Regions from separate parts of the Rattus norvegicus genome. Here region 1 is linked to region 2. Evidence: chromatin contacts called from public Hi-C data. All regions are on one chromosome and are shown on one strand. Each heading gives the region's core, a stretch centred on a gene start, on an enhancer-like site or on the middle of the called end of the contact. The rest is flanking DNA. Distances are from core to core; before and after follow the strand shown. Region 1 overlaps Ppp1r12b (protein phosphatase 1, regulatory subunit 12B). Region 2 overlaps Syt2 (synaptotagmin 2).

Evidence for each region. A called contact is a pair of places that touch in the nucleus more often than the background predicts.
Region 1: a Hi-C map of psoas muscle shows a contact between it and region 2, with 2.0 times the contacts expected there. The contact joins two enhancer-like sites. A contact is called at or near these places in 2 of 12 Hi-C or Micro-C datasets (Schwann cells and psoas muscle).

Annotation. Positions count from the first base shown.
Region 1 is chr13:48,888,086-48,893,686 of GRCr8, forward strand. Ppp1r12b (protein phosphatase 1, regulatory subunit 12B) reads right to left here. Exons shown (of 25, transcript NM_001107178.4): 4 at 5,564-5,601; 5 at 4,289-4,433; 6 at 2,877-2,951; 7 at 338-417. Among named protein-coding and RNA genes, the nearest start is that of Ppp1r12b, 58 kb to the right of the region's middle. Within about 2 kb of position 4,291, at least 14 of the 93 cell types and tissues checked have an H3K27ac peak or open chromatin away from gene starts, as enhancers often do.
Region 2 is chr13:48,743,479-48,749,498 of GRCr8, forward strand. Syt2 (synaptotagmin 2) reads left to right here. Exons shown (of 8, transcript NM_012665.2): 7 at 1-48; 8 at 753-2,220. The coding sequence ends at 959. Among named protein-coding and RNA genes, the nearest start is that of Syt2, 9.4 kb to the left of the region's middle. Within about 2 kb of position 3,318, at least 23 of the 93 cell types and tissues checked have an H3K27ac peak or open chromatin away from gene starts, as enhancers often do.

The sequences.
Region 1 (5,601 bases), core at 3,041-5,540, 150 kb after region 2:
ATTCTGAGCTGAGGAAACCCCTGTATAATGAGGGGAGCAGGCAGGACTAAGAACCCCTGGGCTAGGCTAGAAGAGATGCTGCCAGCACAGTCTCCCAGTGTATGCACATTCATTCATCTTAAGGCCCAGCTCAGCGCTACTTCCCCTGCCCACAAACATCCCCATGCTTTGAAGATCATTGGACTGAATAAAACACACAATCATTTTAATATAAAAATTCTCAAGTAAAACACACACACACACACACACACACACACACACACACACACACACACACACACACACACAGCATCCAGGGCATCTCAATTCCTTGCATACAAGTAAGCTTGTATCTTACTTCTTAAAGAGTCCACTTTGAAACTTGCTATTCAGGTCTGACTCAATAAGCTTATTCCGTGTTTCCTTTTCACTTCGAAGCTGGAAATTAAGAAAATAGAGAGAAGGGGGAAAAGTTGACAATTTGTGAAAAATCAATAGTATTGAGAAGGGCCAAAATGGGACTACCCTTCTGAAAACACAAAAAGTAAAAAACAAGACATAACAAAAAAAAGACAAACACATCATCAATCTGCATACTACTTTGTCCCCAGGAGAAAGTAACAGAAGAAAATTCTTATCAAAATAGAAAAGGAAACTATGCTGCTGGAGATTCAAGAAAATTATTCCTTCAAAACCCAAACCAAACCTTAATACCAAAAAAAAAAAAAAAAAAAAGAAAGAAAGAAAAGAAAAGCCTAGCTTATAAGGGTTAAGAGCCAAAAGCAAGCTGGGAAGAATGCTTTATGATTCATACAGCAAAATAAGTTAGCAATAATTCTAAAGAAATCACAGACGCTATATGGAAATAAGCCCTGAGGGGAAAATGGTCTGGTACTTAGATGTGTACTCGAGACAAAATATATTTATATCTGAAGGGGGATGCTCTGATGCTAATGTCTTATCCCCCAATTGGCTCTTGATTTGTCAGTAAAGAAAGCCGGGGGCCAATTGCTGAGTGGAAGATACAGGTGGAACGTCCAGGTCCCAGAAGAAAAAGTAGACAAAAGGAAGGAGAGAGAGGTCTTTCTGCTATGATTTAGAGGAAGAAGAACATAGCAACCATGTGTGGTCTTAGCTACAGGGGGGTGGCCAAGGATGTTTGGCAAGGGCTAGGTGGGACAAGCCACTGAAATTTAAAGTAAGTGAAAAGACAGAGATAAAAACCTGGTAAGGATATGCTTTTCCAGTAACACCCAGCAACTGTGCCTAGAAGGCAAGTTATAAAGTAACAAATTGTGTGTGTGTATTTTATCCGAGGATTCAGGGAAGCTGGGAGAGGACTGGTAGAGTGGTGAGCTAAAGGCAGGTAGAGTAAAAGGGAAGCCAGGAGGGAGCTAGTAGGGCAACCTATCCCAGAGTAAAAGGTGGTAGCATAAAACTACATGTAACATATGGTAAGGTTATGTAGAAGACAAAGAAAAACACTGGCTCCTTTAGAATAGCAAGGTTTTGTGGGGAAGCTGAGTCTGGGTGTGTAGGCCATCATACTGGTTACTAGGAAGGCTCAGGCAGAAAGACTGTAAGTTCAGACTAGCCTGGGCTAAGGAATGAAATCAAATGGTTGAAGGAGACATCATTTATGTCTAAAACCCAATTATGTTAGTTAAAGGGCATGTTTGTCTGCAATTTTTATGTGAGTCTAAAAATGACTTCAGATGATAAGATTTTACAGAAACACAAAAACTTAACTATGCAAAGTGGAGCACTAGTCTAAGGAAGGCCGATGCTGCTATCATTGGTGTTAACACTGCCTTTGGATTGCACTCCCACACAAGTGATCCTGAATACTCAGCAGAGAAAACATGAACTGTTCGTTGTTTGTCTGAAGTTCATGTATGTAGCTTTCTAACTGAGCCTAAAGTAACAACAATGATCCAAACACCCCTCACGTCAGAGACACCAGTGTTTCACAACTAAGTCAAATAGTTCTGAATCGAAACCCACTCTATTTCCTACATTGATTGGTCCTAAACTTAAGCTCCCTCGCCCTACACTACATGCAAACGGGGGAAAACGAAAACCAGTGCTTTCTGTCCATACTAATTTTATTCCTCTGTCCAATTCCTCACTGGCAGAAAATGGGAGTGGGCCACGCTTCCCTGTGTCCTGGTGGCTTTCTGATCACACATGCAGCCCTTCTGCAGAGCACCAGGAGAAAGGCAGAAACAATCAATAAAGGTTTTGAAGTAAGCAGGAAAGAGAAGAGAACTAAATTCTGGATGTTTTCTCCAGATAAAGTAAGTGTGAATCACTACTAACCAAGTACTGTCCAACACCTTGTGACAACTTTGCAGTATTACCTCATTAAGAAAGAAATACAGGGGGTTGGGGATTTAGCTCAGCGGTAGAGCGCTTGCCTAGTGAGCGCAAGGCCCTGGGTTCGGTCCCCAGCTCCGAAACAAAAAAAAAAAAAAAAAAAAAAAAGAAAGAAATACAGTGGGGTGGTGGTGGTACACATCTTTAATCCCAGCACTCAGGAGGCAGAGGCAGGTGGACTTCTGAGTTCAAGGCCAGCTTGGTCTACAGCGCAAGTTCCAGGACAGCCATGACTATTAAACAGAGAAATCCTGACTTGAGGAAAAGAAAAAAAAAAAAGAAGGAAAGAAAGAAATACATTCCTCTCTGCAGTGGACCGTAGCTGCCTGAAGGCTATTGTATGTAGCCTTTTACAGCATGGTTCTCAAACATACTGTTGACAGTTTCTGATGGGAACAACATCTGTAAAGTATAGCTATATCCAGTTCAACGCTGAGCAAATGACACTGAACCACGGGACTGAGACACACAGAGTAACTGCTAACTGCTAGAAAAGCTGTAGAAGCATCGACCAAACTCACCACATCTTGCTTCTTCTGAAGCATCTCCAAGTGTTCCACAAGGCCTTCATCGGCCACATCGAATGGCGTCTGGCCCTAGCAGAACACAGGGCACCATGGCAGAGAGAAACAGAAGCAGAAGTCATGTGACTGTTTCAGGGTCTATTCTCTATTTACTTACTGACTTTTTTTTTTTTTTCCTTTTCTTTTTTTCGGAGCTGGGGACCGAACCCAGGGCCTTGCGCTTGCTAGGCAAGCGTTCTACCACTGAGCTAAATCCCCAACCCCTACTTACTGACTTTTATTACCTATACTATAAGCTGAATCTCCTTTGTCTGAAATGCTTAGGACCAGAAGTGCTTCGACTTTAGAATACATGCACGCACGCACGCATGCGCACACATCTTGAGACTAAGGCTTAAGTATAAACATAAAATGTATTTGTCTCACATATATTGTACAAATATAGCCCAATGATGATTTTTATAATAGTTTAAGTAACTTTGTGCTTTCGTGGTCTGGAGTTTTCTACTTGGTATTCATATCAGTATTCCTAAAGTCTGTGATTATGAATGAATATTTCAGATTTCAGACTTGGGTTGGAGATGCCCAACCTATAGCCGCCTCCCTAATCTGAAACAGCAAACCCTTCGAACACAGAGTTCTGTGGCGTAAAACGATGCAGAAATCACTACACCAGTTGTAATGCTGGACGAACAGTCTGGGGGAATCCCTATTCATACCTCTTGTAAAGTATTACTGTGATGATGAATTCAGTGAATGCTCATGGGTCACACCCACACTGAAGACTAACAGGGATGCTCTCCCTTTAAGGAGGAGGAGGGAGCCAGGCAAGTTACTTCTTTTAGGAACACGGGAACAATTGCACACTCTGTATAATCTAAGAGCGAGACTAGGAGTCAGGAGTTGTGGGAGAAAGACGGGACCGTGTGCCTGGATTCCTTTGAGACACAGGGGTAAGAGTCTCAGGGTTCTAAGTTGTTTGAAGTGAGGCTAATAGGACCACTTTTAGTCAAAATGGGACAATCGTTGCCACTACAAATTGTTCTTAAAGGAGTCCGTGTGCTGAGAACTCAGCAGTTAAAAGACTCAGAATTGAAACATAGTAAAATCTTTCGTACTTCACCACAGACAGGGACCTTGGGCCTCTCAAAGTTTATTTGTCGTCAAGAGCAAATATCTTTAGTCGTTTGCTGTTTCTTAGGGGCTGTAACACAGTAGATGCAGAGGGGGGTTGGTGGGGTTTATTCTGCTTCAGTATTAACTGTACTTCCATGGAGACGAGCAGAGGAGCGGGAGTAGAGGACACCGCAGCCCCAGCGAGGTCCTGGCCACTGACCAGGACATCAAGCCTGTGCTAGGCACCCAGCCACCTGATGTCATTGCCCTTTTAGAGGCTCAGGCTCACTAACCAGTTTGTTCCGGATATCCATGTCACAGAGGGCTTCTGCCAGGATGGAACAAGCCTCTTTCACTCCCCAGTGTGCAGCAGCATGAAGAGGAGTCCAGCCATCATGATCCTGAACATTGAGTTCATAGCCAGCCTGAATGAGAAGTCTAGAAGAAAGCCCAAAAGTACATCTATGGCCTGACTGTATACGTTTCTACCAAACGGGCTATCGCTCCACTAATATTTCAGATGCAGGCTAACCTCCAGACACCCTGTGATTTCTTCTGCCTTCTAAGGGACAGGCTACAATGCATATTACTCACTTCGGGCATTGCTTATGATCTTCACTGAACTGTAAGGTTATGCATATGGCATTCCCTACACATGCCCATGTTACACTGTGCTGGTTAGTTTCTATCAACCTAACACAAACATGTATTCTGGAAATCTTGTCAAAACTAAACACCAAGAGTCGGATAAGGCATGAATATAAGAAAAGTAAAACAGGGAAAATAGTAGAGTCTAATTCTCTTGCTTTTTTAAATTACATTTTAAAGTGATTTCTTTAGTGTGTGTGTGTCTGTGTGTATGTGTGTGTGCGCGCGCGCGCATGCACATGTTTGCATGTGTGTGCTCGGCCGTGTGTGCACATGCATGCATATGCATATGTATATATGCGCATGTTTGAGTGTGTGCACATGTGTGCACGTTGGGGGGGTACATACATGCCACAGTGCACAAGTAGAGGTAGGAGGACAACTTGGAGGAATCTGTCTCTCTAGCATGTAGGAAATTGAATTTACCTCATCAGATTTAGCTGCAGATGTTTTTACCCAGGGATGAGCCATCTACCTACATACATGCACGCACACACACGTGCATGCCTGCATGTACACAGGCATGTACTACTCTATAATTCTCTTAGTAAAGTTGGATCTTGTATACTCAAGATCTATAATTGACCTAATGAGCCCAGAAATGGTCTAAATCTTAGAACCAGAAAGGTCAAGGTCTGTACAGTCACAGAGAAGGTTTCAGGAGAACCAATGGCAAATCACAGAGCTGAAAGACATGTTTCTGTGTCGCTGTGCTTCAAGTCTAACTAACATCATGCATACATACAGGAAGAGCGACCAACAGTAAGACAGGAAGGAAGACCACCTATGGAGGAACACCAGCAAAATATAAGGAAGTTTTACAGGGCGAGAAGAATCCGACAACAAGAAAATACACCATGGTTAAAGATTTCTACTTCTAAAACTCATGTCACCGTCTTCCAGCGTACGCAGTTCCTTACCTGAGGACTTCGGAGTAACCCTTGGCAGCAGCTACATG
Region 2 (6,020 bases), core at 2,068-4,567:
TACTTCAATGAGTCATTCAGCTTCGAGATCCCCTTTGAGCAGATCCAGGTGCTTAATCCTCGAGGGCCTGGGGTTCTTGGGCTCTGAGCTAACCAGACAAGTATGGGGAGTTAGAGGTCAGCCACGGGCCGGGTGCATTCCACTGGGGAAGGATCTGGATCTGACAGTGCTGGGTGGGACCCTGCATAAGGGCCTCCATTATCTGAACATGAACTACTTTTAAAAAAGTTAGATATTTTTGTATATCCATACCGTTCACAGTATAGACTGACAGAGGTGAGAGTGTGCATTTAAAACGTCATTTGTATTTGAGGGACACTCGTGTATTTATTATGTCCAACACTTGCCTGTTTTTTTTTTTTTTTTCTTTTCTTTTCTTCTTTTCGGGGCTGGGGATTGAACCCAGGACCTTGCGCTTCCTAGGCAAGCGCTCTACCACTGAGCCAAATCCCCAACCCCCACTTGCCTGTTTTTTATTACGTGTCCACTGACATCATTAGAAGCCGTTCCCCTTCCATAGGTCTTACAGTGCCTAGAGCGTTGTGTATGTTCAAGTGCGCCTGCTGGCAGAAATATAGGTTACTTAAAAAAAAAAAGTTGTGTCTTCTACACTGACATTTAATGGCATTGGGCTGAAAGTCAGAAACCTGGAGGCACTTCCCTCCTTATCATTTGCATGCGGAGTGACAGAGGGCATGCCACGGGCTTCCACTTCTCCTCTGAAGTCCTTCCTTCCTTTGCTTGCCTTGCAGAAAGTCCAGGTGGTCGTCACCGTGCTAGACTATGACAAACTGGGCAAGAATGAAGCCATTGGAAAGATCTTCGTAGGCAGCAACGCTACAGGCACGGAGCTGCGGCACTGGTCCGACATGCTGGCGAACCCTCGGAGGCCCATCGCCCAGTGGCACTCTCTGAAGCCTGAGGAAGAAGTGGATGCTCTTCTGGGCAAGAACAAGTAGGCAGCGGCGGCTGGGGCCACGCCCCAGAGGACACTGACGAGCTCCAGAGCTATCAATACCTCAGTTATGCGACCTTAGAGGTTTCTTCATTTGTTTGCGGTGTGTCCTGTTTTCCTTTCCTTTTTCTTTTTTTGTCTTTTTAAAAACCAACTTCCTTTTGGTGGCTATGTGAAGAGTCCCCTAAGACGTGAAAGAGAAGCCTGGCTCTGTTATTGTCCCAGGAGCTGTCCTTGTTGCATGCCCTATCACGGTTTCCCCTCACCCCAAGTGGGGCCCTCTACTGTCAGAGTGGAAGCACTTCCTGCTTTTCCTGGGTTTTGGACCAACAAAGTGGCAAGCACATTCTGTGTCTCGACTGTGTGTGTGTGTGTGTGTGTGTACACGTGTGCCCATCCATCCCCACCTTGCCTCTGTTTGGAATATCTCTTCGTTTCTGGAATGAGTCATGGACAATGATGCCGTGTGAGAGAGGAAAGTCTTCAGGTACTCCGAGGTGAGGAGAGCCCACTGCTTAAGTGGTCAGAGGCCAGAAGCTCTCATAGTCCTTGCGAAAGGCCATTTGGAAGACGCAAGATGTGATACTGGATGTGTTCCGAACTAGGACCAAAGGCTTGATGCCATCCCAGACTCCCTCTTGTCAGTCATGGCTTCCCCAGGAGTGGGGCTTTGGGATCATTCATGAAAATAAACTATTTACTCGACTGGTCGGATTCAGCCAGGGACCGCCAGCTCCAGGATGTCATTCTTGTTGACGACATCAAACTTTGAAGAAACAGAAGTCCCATTACTCAGCTCTGGATCTTTGCCTCGTCCAGTGGGAGGCAGATGCTTCCCCCCTCTGCAGAGTACAAGCAGTGCGTTCATTTGCATTCACGCACCATCTGCTTTTGCCTCTGTTTCCCTTTTTGTGTAAGTGGAAAAATACCATCTGACGATAAGTGCTTTGCACAGAGCCAGAGACCTATTAGAGGGACGCTTGGGTGTTTAGTTCCCTTGAGGTCCAGGTAAGGAGGAGGTGTCAAGAAGGGGAGCGTTGGTGGACAGTGACAAGCTAGACATTGCAGAGCTCCTCACAACTCCTATTCCTGACCCTCTGGACCCTTTGACCCTCAGTGATGGTAGCCGGAGTAGCCCAGGCAGACCTTAGGAGAGGCCCCGTCCTTCCCTTCCTTAGACAGTTTTCTCAGAATGCCAGGAAACACAGCGCATTCATTTCAGATGGGTGGTGGAGAAAATGTGCTAAGGTTTGCACCCTATGTTCAGTTTGTGTTTCCTTCCTGTTCCCTAGTTGTCCCCAGCATTGATAAAAAAGCCATATATATGTTAGTCAGGCTTGGACTAAGTATCCTTCCCAACCTTCTGCCTGGGCAAGGGGCGTAGGCTCCTTGTAACCTGAGGCTGCTCCTTTCCCTTGGTCTTACATTTGTTCTCCAATCTCTCAGGCCTTTGTTCTCCTACCACCGGAAGTATACAGCTTTCCGGAAGTCGGTGGGGGACGGGGCGGGGGGGGGGGAGGATGTGGGGCACTCGATTCAACAGCAAATGTGGCAGGACTTCTGCTCTGCCCCACCTGGGTCCTTCTGCTTCTTGTGGGTCTCAGAGATGAATGGTGTTGTAGAGTTTGGCTATGAGAACCCAGCATGGAGGAGGTGTAGTGTCTTAATTTTAGTGAAAATGGGGGATATGTGGGTTTGCTTTGCTTTTTTGGTTTGTTTGTTTGTTTGTTTTGGTTTAAGTAGGGAGTGAGGTAACACTTCCACCAGAAACAGACTGTGAAGTAGGTTCGACCTGCCTCTCTTTTAGAGACCCTTCTGCTATTGGCCCTTGGTACATGGGAAGTTGTGTATTTTATACACTCTCTGTGTTTATGGTACACATGGAGAAGGGAGGACTCTGATAGGATTATGGGCTGTAGTCCTTGGGACCAGGGTTCATTCTGCTAATGGTAGAACATCGTTAGGCTATCAGGTACACTCAGAGTTCAGGTGGTTGGAGAGTACCAGGGTCCTGGCATGGACATCTGATGTCACTGGATTCCTTTCTGTAGAATTCTGGTGCTTTCCCGGCCCCTCCCCACACTGGCTCTTCTCTCACATTCCATAAACTCCATTCACAGAAACTCCCGTCAATCTTACCCTTCTTCCAGCTTTCCCCAGTCATACTTAACTCCCTGGCTTCTCTCCTATAAACCTCATCTAGCCCTTCCTTCTACAGTCCTACTGTCCTGCTGACAGAGGGAAGGACTGACAGAGGGAAGGAAAGAGAGAAGGAATAGTGGGTGCCTCTGCGGTTTGAATGTCCCTGGGCTGACACAGGCTAGGGCTCATTACTGTGGGCAGCCTGCCAGGACTTTTTAACTCTAGTTTGGAGTCAGCGTGGATGCTGGGAGTGGTTCCTCTTCAGGCTTGGGGCTGGTCCCAGACTAGCCACCCAAGCAGATGGCAGCGGTCCAGGTCCAGAGGCTAGGCAGGAACATGTTGGGGCTTCAGGTTTTCTGCACTAGGGGGGGCTGATATGACCCAGACCTCAGCACTGCATTCCAAACCTTCACTGCCACCGGGCTTCTCTTGGGATGCCAGGGTCCTGGGTTATCAACACTGAGCAGAGAGAGTCAATGTTTCTGGCTGGCGAGGGATTCTGGATACTTCTGTGGATGAAAGTTTTTATCCCAAAGAGAGGAAAGTATTTACTCGAGGGTTTGTTTGCTTTCGTTTTTAAAGAGAACTTATGACCATGACTACCCACTCAACTCCACTGAGGATCTGGGGGCACCAGTTCTCCTTGAATGATCCTCCCAGAAGCAAGGCAACCTCTGCAGTGCCTGGGGGCAGTTTTGGTGACTTAGAAACACAGGCTGGCCCAGGGACCAGGGAGCTCCCAGCCAAACAAGTGCTTGGAATGAGCAGGGTGAGGCCCAGCCAGAGACCTGTCTTTCTTCCCAGGAAGCCAACATTGTTTTGTTTTGGTAGAAGTGGTCTGTGGTGATTTTGCTGGCCCAAGACCCAGTGAAGGAGGTGGGAGGCTTTTTACCACAGGCCTCTTCATAAAGGTAGCTTTTAGAAACACGCCTCTGTGCTGGACGTTAAGGGTGGCTGATGCTAGCAAAGTGGAAGGACTCCCTCGTTCATTTAATGTCACGTCAGTTCTTGAGAATCCCAGGCCTCTGACCCCTGCCTAACCCTAACCCTAACCCTAACCCTATATAGCAGCCGTCTTCCTGAAGGTAGGGAGAGATCAAAGTTTCCCCATCCTGTGCTCAGCCTGCTGCTGTGTGTTCCTCTCTGCAGGCTGCCTGGGGTCTTTTCTCAGAGCTAGTGGGTAGCAGTAGGGGACCTACAGCCCCACGATGGCTGCCAGATTTGGCAAATACAAATACAGGATACTTGGCTAAACTTGAATTTCAGATAAGCAAATAATTTTGGAAGTATAAGGATGTCCTATGCAATATTTGGGACATACTGTACTATAAAGTGACCCACTGTTTAATGTGAAATTTAAGTTTAACTGGCTAATCCTGCACTGTGTCTGGCAACGCACCCTCTGGCTACTTCGTCCCTCTTTTCTTCAGTCCCAGGGGCCAGAGGCCGGTGACCACCGTTTTGATTTAGCCTGTCTTTTGAACTGCAATATCAAGAAGGGGACACTGTGGCTTGAAGATATAGGAATATACTTTATTTTTGAAGTAACAACAAAACAGGAACCTTCTGAAGCCATTGAGCCTCATTGGATGCCCCCCACCCCCATGTTCATTTAGTTATATATTATAAAAGAAGATGCTATCTATAAACACACGAGCAGAATCTTGTTTAATCAAGATGCATGTCTACAATTCTGTAAATAGCCGCATGGCCATGCTGAGAGCCCCCTTGATCTCCCAACCCCACACCCGTTTTACAGAACTGGCTGCTCCTTGATTCTGTGTTGTGTAAAGTCTTTGTCCTCACCTCCCCTGCAGGGAATGACCACAGTGGGAGATAATGTTCTGGCCCTGGTGCCAGCCCTGCCCAGGGAAGATGCTGAAGGATACTAGCCCTGAAGGCAGGTCTGCCTCGTGTCTGCAGGGCTAACCCTTGGGGCACGGTGCACTGTCTAGCCTGGCGTCTGGTGTCCCGTTGCTTCTGTGTTCCGTGTGTGTGACGTGATTCTTCCTTCCCACTGTCTTGAATAAACTGAAAAGCCATAAAGGGCCTCCTACTGGAGGGTGCCCTAAACTCCTTCCAGGAGCCCCCCTGTCCCTCTAACTGGCTCCCCACAGAACACTTGTGAAGGGCTCACCTGTCCGTCACCCTCTCTTGCTCCCTTAGCCCTGTGTCATGAGGACAGTTGGTGTTTCAGGGCTTCTGGTGGGGTCTCAGGAGATGCCCCTGGCTGGCTTTTGTGGCCTCAGTCTGATGGTTGAACTCTACTGAGTATAGGCAGGGCAGTGGTTTTGACTCTGTGGCTTGGATATCCTCTGAGAGGCCTGGAGGCAACCAGGGTTTTCAGAAGCAGTCAGCAGCCCAGCCTATAGTCAGGTTCTCAGTGGCAGCCTGGGATGAACAAGGCCAGCCCTGCCTACTTTTCCCTGAGCTGTCAGGACCACAGAAAGCAGTGGAGGAGTGGCCCATGGGGAAAACCTGAAACTGCAGTGGTTAAACTTCCTACCCTCTCTCTCTTTTGTCTAGCAGTGCCACAGAGCAGGGTGCTCGAGAGCATGGTGGTAGTGTGGTGGCGATAAGGGGTCACTCACAATGGAGGAGCACATCCGCTCCCAGGGCAGCCTGAGCAGGCATGGCATGTAGTGATTGTTTGGGTAGACAGGGCTGGAGCAGCTTGGGCACCCAGAGGACTCCCCAGAAGCCAGTCATGTAGTACTAATCCAGGGGACCTCAGGCAGAATTGGGCAAGTGTATTGGCCATGGCCAGGGGCAACAACGTGGGGTTGGCTGGAGACTTCCAGCCTCCACAGAAACTGAAATTGGGAACCGTGGCAGCGGAGTCATGCAAGGTGGCAGGAGCTGTGTGTGGATCTCAGTTTCACCCCCAGCTTTACTCGGCAGCTGGGAGTTCAGGGAAGCGATC